Linked DNA regions of Oryctolagus cuniculus: regions 1 and 2 are each linked to region 3. A link is a contact called in public Micro-C data. All regions are on one chromosome and are shown on one strand. Each heading gives the region's core, a stretch centred on a gene start, on an enhancer-like site or on the middle of the called end of the contact. The rest is flanking DNA. Distances are from core to core; before and after follow the strand shown. Region 1 overlaps PLEK (pleckstrin). Region 2 holds the start of PLEK (pleckstrin). Region 3 overlaps PPP3R1 (protein phosphatase 3 regulatory subunit B, alpha).

Evidence for each region. A called contact is a pair of places that touch in the nucleus more often than the background predicts.
Region 1: a Micro-C map of ear pinna shows a contact between it and region 3, with 2.4 times the contacts expected there. The contact joins two enhancer-like sites. A contact is called at or near these places in 4 of 6 Hi-C or Micro-C datasets (ear pinna, psoas muscle, skin fibroblasts and 1 more).
Region 2: a contact with region 3 is called in a Micro-C map of ear pinna, with 4 times the contacts expected there. The contact joins the promoter of PLEK here to the enhancer-like site in region 3. A contact is called at or near these places in 3 of 6 Hi-C or Micro-C datasets (ear pinna, psoas muscle and an unstated tissue).

The regions. Positions count from the first base shown.
Region 1 is chr2:134,315,125-134,319,287 of mOryCun1.1, forward strand. All of the region lies in intron 1 of PLEK (pleckstrin), which reads right to left. All of the region lies in intron 2 of PPP3R1 (protein phosphatase 3 regulatory subunit B, alpha), which reads left to right. Among named protein-coding and RNA genes, the nearest start is that of PPP3R1, 36 kb to the left of the region's middle. Within about 2 kb of position 1,892, at least 3 of the 8 cell types and tissues checked have an H3K27ac peak or open chromatin away from gene starts, as enhancers often do. A contact at or near this core is called in ear pinna, where this site is marked.
Region 2 is chr2:134,350,540-134,355,297 of mOryCun1.1, forward strand. It overlaps PLEK (pleckstrin), which reads right to left and starts at 2,896. Exons shown (of 10, transcript XM_070069027.1): 1 at 2,406-2,896. The region is part of intron 2 of PPP3R1 (protein phosphatase 3 regulatory subunit B, alpha); the gene reads left to right.
Region 3 is chr2:134,420,512-134,424,924 of mOryCun1.1, forward strand. All of the region lies in intron 3 of PPP3R1 (protein phosphatase 3 regulatory subunit B, alpha), which reads left to right. Among named protein-coding and RNA genes, the nearest start is that of DNAAF10, 35 kb to the right of the region's middle. Within about 2 kb of position 2,695, at least 3 of the 8 cell types and tissues checked have an H3K27ac peak or open chromatin away from gene starts, as enhancers often do. A contact at or near this core is called in ear pinna, where this site is marked.

The sequences.
Region 1 (4,163 bases), core at 642-3,141, 110 kb before region 3:
CTCTCTGCCTTTTGAATAAATTTTTTTTAAAGATTTATTTATTTATTTGAAAGAGTTATAGAGAGAGGGAGAGGGAGAGGGAGAGGGAGAGGGAGAGGGAGAGGGAGAGGGAGAGGGAGAGGGAGAGGTCTTCCATCCAATGGTTCACTCCCCAATTGGCCACAATGGCTGGAGCTGCACCGATCTGAAGCCAGGAGCCAGGAGCTTCTTCCGGGTCTCCCACGTGGGTGCAGGGGCCCAAGGACTTGGGCCATCTTCTGCTGCTTTCCCAGGCCATAGCAGAGAGCTGAATCTGAAGTGGAGCAGCCGGGTCTTGAACCAATGCCCATATGGGATGCCGGCGCTTCAAGCCAGGGCTTTAACCCACTGCACCACAGCGCCGGCCCCTTACATAAATATTTTAAAACATCAGACTGTCATTCAGGTCCTGGATCTTTTCTGAGCTAGCTCTTGCATGGCTGGGTAGGAGGGAACAGCTTAGCCAAATTTGACAGAGAAGACAACCTAAGCACCAATTTAGGGCTGGTATTATGGGAATTTATCCTCACTCTATAGCAGTAATCCAACATTAAACGATAAATTCCTCCAGATAATTGCATACAGGCTATCTTTCTTAACTTACCTATGGAGTTTAACCTTTCCCTGGAGGTTTTTATGAAATTAAGGCTTTCAAATAAAGCTTGCATTCACTCATGGGGGTAGCATGAGGGGTGATGGAACTCTTCTGTAACCTGGTAATGGCAAGGGTTGCGTGAATCTGAACAAGTAGTAAAGCTCATAGAGCTATACATGCACACGGAGCTAACTTTACTGTTGGTTTACTTAAAAACAAACAAACGTGAAAACACCAGGCAAAGTGGCCCATGAGGCAAGGAATCAAGCTCCAAGGTTAGATTATCTTATAGGTAGCAAGTTAGATACAAGGCGAGTTAGGTACAAAGTGAGTGCAAACAGAAGAGCACCACTGCCAGCAGTGGAGAGCGGGCTCATGTGCTAGAGAACTCTCGACCCTGAAGCCCAAAGCAATAGGGTTTTTAAAGGCAAAAACCACAAAATCGGGAGGAAAATACATGGTTGCTACGATCAGGGGGAACACATGGTTACTGGGGTCAAGCTAACCTAAAGCCTATGTGAAAATAATATCAATTATTATCTTAACATTACCAGTTACTATCTTAATCTTGACATTAATCCAGGTATTGCCCTAAATCATATGCAGGACATGGACAAATTACAATCTTATCATTAACCCAGGTGTAGCCTGTTTTTAAGCTTGAGCAATCATTTTAGGGGGTTTCTATGCTTTGCCAAGTGTGATGCAGGTTGCCAAGTGTGATGCAGGGGACTGCTATTGTCTGAATGCTTTAGATCACAGTTTCAGACCAGAATCTCGTGGTGGGGGCGGGGTGGGGAATGCTTTCTCAAGATGGAGTCTCAGGTGATCCAAAATGGAGTCTCTACTGTCAAAGTGTTACTTCAAGCTAACACAGTATCACGGAATATTCCCAAGGGGCAGACTACTAGAGACACTCCCCAAGGGGTAGCTGCCAGGTGGTCCCCTCCTCTTTCCTTCAGAGGGTCTGTTTTGAGTACTGTGTATATTGCTTTGGCCGTGTAGGGTGCCTTTATCAACTCTGGAGTCAGGGAGCTGAAAACTTGGTATGCTGATGATTGAGAAGGCAGAACGTGGCAAATGTGGAGTGTGAGAAGTAGATACCCAAATCCAAAACAGGGTTAACTCAATTGGGTTAACCTCACTGGATCTGAGGAATCAGAGTCTGCAGGAACATGCAAGATGAAGAGCCCATAGGGGGGCTCACCAGGAGGCAAGTTACAGGAATGAGGAGCCATGGTGAGGACAGGCATATACAGGTGGCTAAGGTTGGCACCCTGAACCTCTGGGAGAGCCAGGTGGACATCTGCTGCCTAGAGGCTCAGCCTCCTGAACCACAGCCCAGTCTATGTTTACCACAGTGTCTGCAAAATCCCTTGGATTAATTACAGGGTGGCTTTGCTTTGGCTACTGTGGTCCTTGGCAGTTCTGCACTGTCTAGAACCTGTGAATCTTTTTGGAGTTTAACTATCTTGGGAGGAAAACTGTCTGAGCAGACTTGAAGGCAGGGGTGGAAGCCACCTGCTGAAGACAATAATGAGCATTTGGCAGGGTGGGTGGGGAAAATGAGACACAGCAGAGGGGAGAGGGCTGGGAAGGAGCCCACTCTCTCCTGCCTGCATCTGGTGCCCCAGGAGCTGCTCTTGAGCAATGCCTCTCTAACGAGTTGGCGTGAACTTGTACTTGTTCCTCCCTCAGGGAAGGAGGGAAGACAGGCTTGAAGCTGCTAAAATGCTTGGAGAATCTCCAAAGAGAAGCTTGACACAAATGCAACACTCTAATGAAAACAGCTTGGGCCTGGCTAAATAGTGACTATTTTAACTAAACAAGCACATGGGAGTCGATGACAATTGTCCTGAAAAAGAAGCAGTACAGCCCTTGTACACAGAATTTGATGCTTTAGAGTCTTGTTGGTATTCACTTCACTGTGGTTTTCTCAGACCTAGGCTGGTATCTATTTAATCCCAGCAGTGCTGAGAACAACCACCTTCAGGGACTGCCTATGGACATAAACACCTTCTTCAGCCTACACCACCTCCAAGAACAATGTTCTTTGCCTTGCAAAAATTATTTGCTGGTTGGGGGGGAATTTGCTTAGCCTTATGGGGAGGGCATCTCTCCAGCCATTGGAATGATCTGGAATGCCTGTGAAAAGGTAGATTCCTAAGCTCACCTAAATCAATGTCCCACAGAGAGTAAGTCCAGAGCATCTGCATGTTATGAAGCACTTTAGGTGATTTTTGTACTAAAATTTAGAAAACACTGCCCTAGAGTTTATTCATCGCAGTCCTTTTTTATGTTCATGTATTCATTCAACAAACATTCTTGTGCCAAGTACTCTGGATGCAGGAAATGGTAATGGGAGTGTAATGAAAAGTAATCAAAATGCCCATTGTCAAATAATGATGACTAAATATGATAAAGGCTATACTAGAAGGGGACAGTGAAATATATGAAAGCATAGAGGAGGAGCCTGTAGGAGTTGGAGGTAGCTTCATCTATGACATCTGAGCTGCCTCTTGGGGAATGAGTAGAATCTAATCAGGACAAGACAGAAAGCATATTTTAGGGGTACACGAGGTACTGCAGGGCACTGGCCTACAAAGTCATGCCATCCACTCTGGAAGCCACGATTCTGTGTGGCTGGAGCACTGGGAAGAGTGGAGGAGGAAACAGGCACGGGCTGGGGCCAGACTATGAAAAGCTTTGTACACACACACAGCGTAGGCTTAGCTCTGCAGAAAGTGGGAACTAGAGGAATTTTTTAAGCACAGAGAGACAGAAGGATATTTGTGTTACAGAGAAATCTTCCTGGTGGCAGTTTGGAGGCAGGGAGATGGGTACAGAAGCTTCTGCGATGGTGAGAGGGAGGGGGCTGTATTGAGGTAAACGAGAAGTCTCTGTGGTGAAGTCCGTGACTGTGAGAAGACAAGAGAGAAGGGCAAGGCACGGATGCCGGCTACGGATTGCCAGCTTAGGCCACAGGATGGGGAGGTAGGAGGACCATCGCTCAGGAGAGAGAACAATCAGGCAAAGCAAGTGATCGTGGCTAGTCTGAGTCAAGAAGCTCACACAGAGGCAACATTTCCAACATTCACATAACCCTTCCTGCTCAGAATTTGAAAGCGGATCTGATGCTTGAGCTTGCAAGCAAATCCTAGTGCCCATTAGTGTGGTTTCTACTGTGTTAGGAAACAGGTGTGAAGATATTTGTTAGGTGGAAAACATAATCCCATACCATGTAGTATTATTCAATTTATCTTTTTAAAAACTAAGTGCAGAGAGAGAAGGAGAGAAAGACTGAGGTTTGAGGAAATTCGTAGGAAAGGCAGGGCCACTGCTAAGGAAGAAGAGTGGAATTGCAAGACTGAATCAGAGGGCTCTTGACAATTTTCTCCAAATTCTTGTATGTTTCTCAATTGTTAATGGTTGACATATTGCTTTTGTATTTTTTAAAGCAATTTTAAAAAGATGCTTACACATCTTCTTGGCTACCACTAGGTGGTACTAGCAGCAGGACAGATTGGATGGCCTGTAAGCCTCCTGCATT
Region 2 (4,758 bases), core at 1,646-4,145, 70 kb before region 3:
ATCTGTTAAAGGTTCTAGCCTAAATCATAACACAACTCATGTGTGACCCTCAGTCAAAATAATGCGATTTTCGTTTAAACATCCAAAGGACACATGCAAATGCATTTCTCAGACTGAGAAGTGGATAAGGAAAAAATGCCTTATATATGCCTTTTTAAAAAATGAGCATTTTAATTTTATGATTAAAAAACTCCTTAAAAATAATATACCTGGGAAAAACGTTACACACATTTAGCTCAGAAACTTTCCCCTAAATATTCTGTAATATATTAATATCAAATAGTAACGTGGTGAAGAAACTCAGATTAAACGGTGGAATAAACAATGTCACTTCTTGGTCTTTCTTGACACATTCACTGGGTAGTAGTTTATGCTTAAAATACTTTCCCTCATTAGTCCTGACTCAGAAACAAGGTAGCTCAGGGTGGGGGGAGGGAGGAGATGGGGCCACAGATCTCATTAGGGTACAGCACTGAGCCTTAATAGAAAAGACGCATGCTCAGCATGTGGAAAAACAATTAGTACAAAACAGAATAAAGTTCTCCTGTAAGGAGCATGAACAGACTGCCTTTAAAAACACCATGGCCTCTTACAACACTAGGCTAAGGACTTATCAAAAGGAGTGAGCTCCCAGAAAACGTTCGTTCTCTCTCTCTCACACACACACACACACTCACACACGGAGTCAACATTTCAAAAGGAACAACTAGTTAAAATAGTCGCAGGCTGTTTTTTCATCACACCTCTCCTGCCAGCTTGCTTTCTCTCTCGAACATAACTTTTCTCCGTGTGCTTTTCTGGACCGCACGTCTATTGTAGTCTGAGTTTGCTGGGGAGGTAACTGCCATCAGGGTGGCTACACTCCTAAAGGGGATGCGTGGGCAACGTTTCTTGCCATATTTTTCCAAAATTAAACGCTGCAGCAGCCCGGCCAGGGGCAGCTCGCAGACTAGGAGGAAAAGTACCGAGTTGGCCGGGAAGGTCTTCGCGAGAGCGGGCTGCGGCCGGCTGCCTCGCCAGTCGGGCTCGGGACCGGCCTGGGGTCGCAGCACCGGTGACAACAGTCCGGGGGCGCCGTGCGTCTCTGAAGGGGGGGTCCACGCCCGCACGCACACGCAAGGATACTTTGCAGTCTCTCTAGCCCCAAGGATTTCGAAAGCGGCGTCCGGGCGGTTCCGACACCGCGAGGCCACTCCTCTGCTCCTCCTCCCCCACCAGGCCCCCGCTGCCAGGCCAAGTCCCCTCAGGGGGCTGCTCGCGCTCCCCAGGCGCTTCCGCCCTCCCGGGGGCACCCGCGCACTTCCTCCTTCCCCTCCATGCCAGGCCTTCCTCCCCGGCCGCCTACCAGCCACATGACAGGAAGGGCTCCGCCACGCGACGTCACCGCCGTCCGCGCCCCCGCCCCCGGCTTCTCTCCGCCCCGCACGCACGCAAGGGGCGGCAGGCGGAGGGGCGGACGTGGTCCGCGCGCTCGGCGCTCCCCAACCAGCAGTCGCCAGAGCGTCCCGGCGGCCGCCGCTGAGGCGGCGCGCGGGTTCCCGGATGTACGGCGCTCGTGGAAGCCCCGCCCCGCCGCCGGCCCCGCGCGCGCCCCCGCCCTCCGCCCCGCGCGCGCCGCTGCGCTCGGCCCTCCCCTCCCTCTCCCGCCCTCCCCTTTTTTCGTGCCTTGAGGTTGCGGGTCAGCGCGAGCCACTGCAGTGAGTCCGTCACGGCTCCGGAGCGAGCGCGAGGCAGCAGCCCCCGAGCCGCCTGGCCCTCTGGGTCCCGCTCGCCGTTCCTTCCTTCCTCCCCGCCTCTCGCCGCCTCTCCCGCGCTCTCTGTCTCTAAATCTCGATCTTAATTTCTTCCCCCCGGCCCTGCCCGCTTCCTCGCGTGCCCAGTCACCCGGCCGGCGCGGGCCCCGCGGCGCCGCCTCCCCTCCCCCACCCGCACCCCCTCCCCGCGGGCGTCCCGAGGGCCGCCGCCGGGCCGCCGCCGCTTCCTGCAGGAGCTGGTCCGAACGCCGACACTCTTCCTCCAAGAGCGAGCCGCCGACCCGCCGAGCAAAATGGTGAGACCTTGGCTTCCCGTGCACGTCCCTCCTCCGCCCTCCGCGGACGGGATCGGGATCGGGATCGGGGGCGGGGGGCGAGCTCCGACGCCGCTCGTCGGCTGTCCCCGCTGGAAAATTCCAGAGACCCAGGCCCGGCCCATGCGGCCGGCGGAGGCGGCGGGCCAGCTGCGTGACAGGACGGCGGGCCTGCCTGAGGCTGCACCGGGGACCCCCGCGCCCGCCCCCGGGTCTCCGCGGGCGGCCGCCGGGAGTCGCCCGGGTCCCGACCCCCGCCGCCCCCGCCCCGGCGCGGGTCCCCTGCAGCCCACGTTCCCTCTCTCTGTGGAGCTCCCCCTTGCGCCCCCGGACTTACTCTGTTTGGCAAGTTGGAGGGTATTCCGTGAGCGGGTGGAAATCATAATAGGTGGCAAATGGCGCTTTATGTAAGACCCACTTTCTCTGCGGAGCTGCTCTCGCTCCCACTCACGCCCCGTTTGGGAGCCGAGAGCCTTGGCAGGAATCCTGCCCCTCTGCCGGCGGTGGTGGCTTCGCGGCTGTTTGCAGCCGCAGGGGGCTTTCTGTCGCCGCCGCTGCTCTCGGTGCACGGGCGAGCCGGAAAGGTCCAAGGTGGAGCCGCGAAAACACGGGCCAGCCCGGCCTCGGAGCGGTGGCGATGCTGGCTTGGGAATGCTTCCCCACCCGCGAGCGTTTCTCAGCCGCTTCGTGGCCTTCGTGTAGGTCTCTCCCGGGGTGGTTGTTTTTGAATCATGGCGATTTAAATTTGTCTTTCCTTACCCTCACATTAATCCCTAGGTAGAATTCGCTGCTGTAGTGTTTCAGGCCGACGCTAGGGGTGTGTCTCCCGCCTCTCTGGCTCTAGCCAAGAAATCTACGACGCCCTTTTAGCCGGCTACCGCGCCGGTGCTCTCGCTCCGGGCAGCCCGTGTCGTTTCCTCTTTGTAACCGAGAATTGCATACGTGGGAGAGAAAACTCGCGGTGCTGTTCCCTGAATATCAGATACCCGAACGTGTAATTCGGTTGGTGCACTGTCTCTCAAAGTCTTGGAACAGTTGTCTGAAGATGTTTAGACAGTTTGACGCAGTTTCTTGCACCTTTTAATTGTATGGTGTTCCACCCTCTAGGTAGGACTTAGCTATTTCAGAATTTACTGGTGGCTTAGTGAAGAGAGGAATTCTATTGATTGCAATTGAAAATCAATCCGGGGGTGGTTATGAAAGAAGAGTTTGATATTAGAATATTTAAATCAACTTTTATTTAAAATATAGGACAAATGATTAAGTTTGTGGGCATAATGAGAATGCAGATTAAGAACATACTGAATCAAAGATTCGTGATTTTGGTGAGTACAGGATGTTTTTCCCTGCCAGCTCTGGTCTGGATACAGCTCAGACACAACTTCAGTCCTCAAAGCCACAAAATTTAGGCTTTCCTAGACTGTGACAGAAAACAATTTATTAAGACCAGAGCCAGTCTTTTTGTTGGCATACTCTGGAAGTTAGGGATTTTTTTTTTTCACTTTAGTTCTTTAACAGAACTTATTGCACACATTTTACTTGAACATCAAGATATAGGTGGTCTTTGTTGGTTGCAGTGAATGCTTTTACTTAGGATACATTTTGAGTAACAGTGATCCGACCTTTTTTTTGTATCTTATATAGCAAAATGAGCTGGCTTCCAAACAGTTTTTTCTCTACTTGTGTACTCCCTTCCATATTTCTGAACAACAGACTGAATTTGGGAAATCTTCCTTTGCTCTCAAATTTCTTACCTTTCTCATACTCATTGTTTCCGTATTTAAAAAAAAAAATTAAGATGTAGCATATGATACTGTTTTCTTCTAGGTTATTATATTCCTCTTTCCAGTTCTCTGATTTATTCTTGGCATGTTTCTCTTCCATCCTCGCAATACTATTTCAGAACCTACATAATTCATGGTGACAGCAGCTTCTCAACTTCAAGATTATTTTGGTTTGAAAATATCAAGACCATACCCATAACTGAACTTTGCCATGTAGGATACTGATTAATTCAAATAAGTTAGATTTTGGAATGATGTGGTTAGTTTTTCCAGTTAATTAAATGTACAGTCCTAAAAATTTTCATTCCATTTGGGAAACCTTCATATTAACTTAGTATAATGAACATATTTACATTTTTGTCTACAGACTTTGTAATATCAATTTATTAATATCACTGATTAATTCAAGTAAGGAGAAAGCAGGAGGGTTTGTAAGACGTAATTGAGTTCCACAAGGAATTTGTTTTTTTTGGACAAGCATTTCAATAGTTGCTACCTTAAAAGTAGTTCTCATTTTCCTGTGTGTTAAAATCTTTCCGTCCCTTCACTCCAGTTTGAGTTTTAAACTGTGGAGCAACCAAGAGGAGGAAGATTATGAGTACATATATAAAAATCTGACAGTTCTGAGCTCCTGGGAATCTCCCTGAACCAGGATTTTGTTGGAGTAGATAATATGGCTTTTGTTCTGGATACTTATGTGAATATGATGTAAAGGTAATTGCTCTTTAAGGCTACCTTAAAATTTATAAAGAGCCTTTTAATGTCTTTGCACTTTTACCATTTTATTAAAGTTGTCACCATCTGTATGATTTGTAACTAGTTAATGTAAAACAAATTTACTGTTATCTATAATTCCACTCAGAATTGTAAACAGTACAGTTGTAATCTAGTACACTCGGTGACAAG
Region 3 (4,413 bases), core at 1,445-3,944:
TTAACTACAAAGGAAAAAACAGATTTAGCCAAGTGATCAAAGTTGGCATCACATATTAATATCAGCTTCCTTGATGCAAGTATCATTTCTGAGGTATTCTTGCCCCAGGTGACTGAGGAACAGTTCATAAGATACTGGATCAAAAGTTTCAAGATCATGAAAGACAAAGAATTAAGAGCTGTCACAAAATAGGAAGAAAAATTACAAAAAAGCCACAAGACTAGAATTCTCGAAGTAGACTAGAATATCTCTTAGCCATTTTCTCCTAATGTTAACATTTGTATTGTAGTGCATTATTAAAATCAAGGAATTGAAATTGGTAAAATAATATTAAACCACATTCTTTGGTGAAAATGCTAGTGAAATTTGTAGTGTTCTTTTCTTTTGCAGAACTCTTATCTAGGACCTCATAATGCATTTGGTTGTTTCTTTCAAAATATTGCTAGGAGAATTTAAAAAGGCTTCGCTTTTTTTTTGTTAAATTATTAATTGGTCTATTAATGAGTAATCAATTATTTATAAAATGGCTAGTAAAACAATTCCCTGGGGGCCGAGCCATGGCGCCGCAGGTTAATCCTCCGCCTGCGGCACTAACATCCCATATGGGCGCCAGTTCTAGTCCCGGTTGCCCCTCTTCCAGGCCAGCTCTCTGCTGTGGCCAGGGAATGCAGTGGAGGATGGCCCAAGTGCTTGGGCCCTGCACCCCATGGGAGACCAGGATAAGTACCTGGCTCCTGGCTTCAGATTGGCGTAGCTCCAGCCGTTGTGGCCATTTGGAGGGTGAACCAGCATAAGGAAGACCTTTCTCTCTGTCTCTCTTTCTCACTCTCTGTAACTCTACATGTCAAATAAATAAGTCTTTCAAAAAAAAAAAAAAAAAAAAAGGATTCCCTGAAGGATCAGTATTACTATTGCTCTTTTCTGCTGTATGTGTATTAAGAATTGGCTAAAATTTGAGGAAGCTTCTTTTTCTGCCATTCTGTTTATGTCTTCTTTCTGAGAAACCCCAAAATCAGCTAATAAAAGTTTTTTTAGATTTTTTTCTCTTATGCCCAGTTTGATTGTCCCCAAAGACTACCAAGGAGCCGATAACACTGTAAAACACATGAGAGTTTTATTACAGGTCCAGGCCTGGGCTCTCAACTATCATCGACGCAGTGGATTTGAATTGGGAGCCCCAACTCTTCAGTTGACAGGTTTTTTATAGGGTTTCCAGAGACATTCTGTACATTATAGTACCATTTAGCAAATCATCTCATTTCATGGGAAATTTAAAGAACATCTCTAAAAACTGATTAGTGCATCCAGCGGTGGGAATGGACCTAGTAAAAGTGGTTGAATGGCTTTGGGGTTGATGCCTTTTAAATTGATTGGCTAGAGTATAGGGTCCAAGCTGCTGGGGTGTATGAGTCAAACTGCAGGGTCTTAGGATGTTATTAATCACCTTAATTGCCCTGAAAAGACACCTGGAACTTTGGGTAGTTCCCTGTTATCTGCTAAAATAGTTGTACCTTGATCCTGGGTCAGGTCTCATTTTCAAGTTGTGTGTGTGTGTGTGTGTGTTTCAATTATTTGTTTGAGAGGTAGAGTTACAGACACAGAGAGAGGGAGACAGAAAGGTCTTCCATCTGTGATTCACTCTCCAAGTGGGTGCAACGAAGCCAGAGCCAGGAGCTTCTTCTGGGTCTCCCACGTGGATGCAGGGCCCCAAACATGTGCACCATCTTCTGCTTTCCCAAGCCATGGCAGAGAGCTGGATTGGAAGAGGAGCAGCTGAGATATGAACCAGTGCCACAAGCAGAGCATTAGCCCACTAAGCCACAGTGCCGGCCCTCAAGTTCTTTTTACTTTTATCTCCAACAATTGAATAACTGTTTGGTGTGTATGTATTGACAGTGCTTGAAGACCCAGAGCTTAGGACTCTTCTTTGCTATTTTGGAATGTTTTAAATTCCTTTTCTCTGAATAAGAAAAATACATAAATGTAGTAAAAGAAGATGATTTATATTTCTCCTTCTGAAAGATGAATATATTACCTTTATTAGTATTATACAGCCCTAATTTTCATATGTCCCACAGAAAATATTAAAAACATGAGCTGTCTGAAAGCAAGTTTGTAGTCATTTTGTATTCTAACACTAATAAGATTCTTAAAATCTCTTGTTAAAATGAGTAACCTTCTAAATTTCCTCTTTAAGAATACTCAGAGTGCATTGACCGACACTATCTCAACAATTTACCTTGGTTAAATTTTAATTAATTTTCTATGGAAGCAATCCATCAATTCCTTATTAATAATTATTTTCATATTTTATAAACTCTACTAGAAGATCTAAGATTTTACTGTCTTGCTTAAATTTTAGATAACGGTATATATGACTTTATAAGATTTCTTATTTTAATACCATAATTTAAATTGAAAATGTAGGCATTTTCAGTTATTAAAAAAGGTAGTTCTCCCAAAGCTATCCTTCGAAAAAATGGAAAAGTAACATGAGTTTTAACTTGGCAAATGTGAGGAAGAGTATCTGAGTCACAAGATGAGTCAGGAGGGTGAGGTTTGTTTGTTCTTGTCCATCTCTTTTAAGGGAGTACAATCCTAAGTGTTCGGAAAATGATCCCTTTTGTTTGTTTTTCGATGATGGGAGCTGAAGGCTCATTGAAGCCATGTCCTCCATCCCTCCCAACCCTCTTTGAGAGGTAAAGAGGAAAAGGGAGGGAGGGAGAGAGATTCAATCTGCTGATTTACTACCAGACACCTGAATCAGCCCTGGCTGGATCTGAGCCAGGAGTCTCCCACGTGGGTGGCAGGAATCCAGTCATTTGAGCCATCTCTGCTGCCTCCCAGGATTCATATTAGCAGGAAGGTGGAGTCAGGACCTAGAGCTGGGTGTGGAACCCAGGATCTCTTACATGGGATGTGCACATCTTAACCACTAGGCCAAATGCTTGCCCCTTACATGTAGAATCAGAAAGTACTTGAATATCCTACAACACATCTAGTGTACAGTGCTGGGAAATGTAAGTACTTGAATAACTACTACTCAAGTTTTTGGTGACAACTCATTAAGTCACTTTGTTCAATGCCTAGAAGTACTGTTTTTTATTTTTTTTATTTTTATTTTTATTTTTTTGACAGAGTGGACAGTGAGAGAGAGAGAGAGAGAAAGGTCTTCCTTTTTCCATTGGTTCACCCCCTAATGGCTGCTGTGGCCGGCGCACCACGCTGGTCCAAAGCCAGGAGCCAGGTGCTTCTCCTGGTCTCCCATTCGGGTGCAGAGCCAAGCACTTGGGCCATCCTCCACTGCACTCCCGGGCCACAGCAGAGAGCTGGACTGGAAGAGGAGCAACTGGGACAGAATCCAGCGCCCCAACCAGGACTAGAACCTGGTGTGCCGGCACCGCAGGCGGAGGATTAGCTTATTGAGCTGCAGTGCCGGCCTATCATTTGTTTTTGAAAGCTAGCTTTTTTGTGGCTTTATTTGTTTTTTTAATTTAATTTATTTGAAAGGCAGAGTTAGAGGGAAACACACACAGAGATATAGTAATCTGCTGTGTCACTTTGCACATGGCCCAATGGCCAGCAGCCAGGTCTCCCATGTTGGTGCAGGGGCCCAAGCACATGCACCATCCTCTGCTGCTTTCCCAGGCACATAGGCAGGGAGCTAGATGGGAAGTGAAGCAGCCAGGACTTGAACCAGCACCCAGATACTCCATAATGTTGGCCCTACATCTTGGCTTTAAAAAATATTTATGACTTGGCTTCCAATCTAGCCATTTTTAAATACACTAGATATTTATGTATAGACTCTATAAATTGTGCAGTCAGCCCCTCAGCCAGTAAGTACTGAGTATTTAGTGTGTGACTTATTTTATTGTATTAATTAATGTATTTATTTATTTGAAAGTCAGAGATACACAGAGAGAGAAGGAGAGGCAGAGAGAGAGAGAGAGAGAGGTCTTATATCTGCTGGTTCATTCTCTAATTGGCCACAACAGCCAGAGCTGCGCCAATCCGAAGCCAGGAGCTAGGAGCTTGTTTTGGGTCTCTCACACAGGTGCAGAGGCCCAAGGACTTGAACCACCTTGTACTGCTTTTCTAGGCCATAGCAGACAGCTGGATCGGAAGTGGAGCAGCAGGGTCTCGAACCAACGCCCATATGGGATGCCGGCACTGCAGGCGGCGGCTTCACCTGCTATGCCATAGCGCCAGCCCTGTGTGTGACTTATTTTAATACTTACTGGAAAGAAAGAAGGGAGAAGATGGAGAAGTGGTTGGAGAAGAGATAGTATATCCCTAACATTTTACTGGCATAAAGAATCTCAAGGTGGGTTTTAGCTGCATCAGGTTTGTAGGAATAGTGATGAATGGAAAAGATTAGATAGCTCTTTGCCTTTAAATTGTACCTCAGGG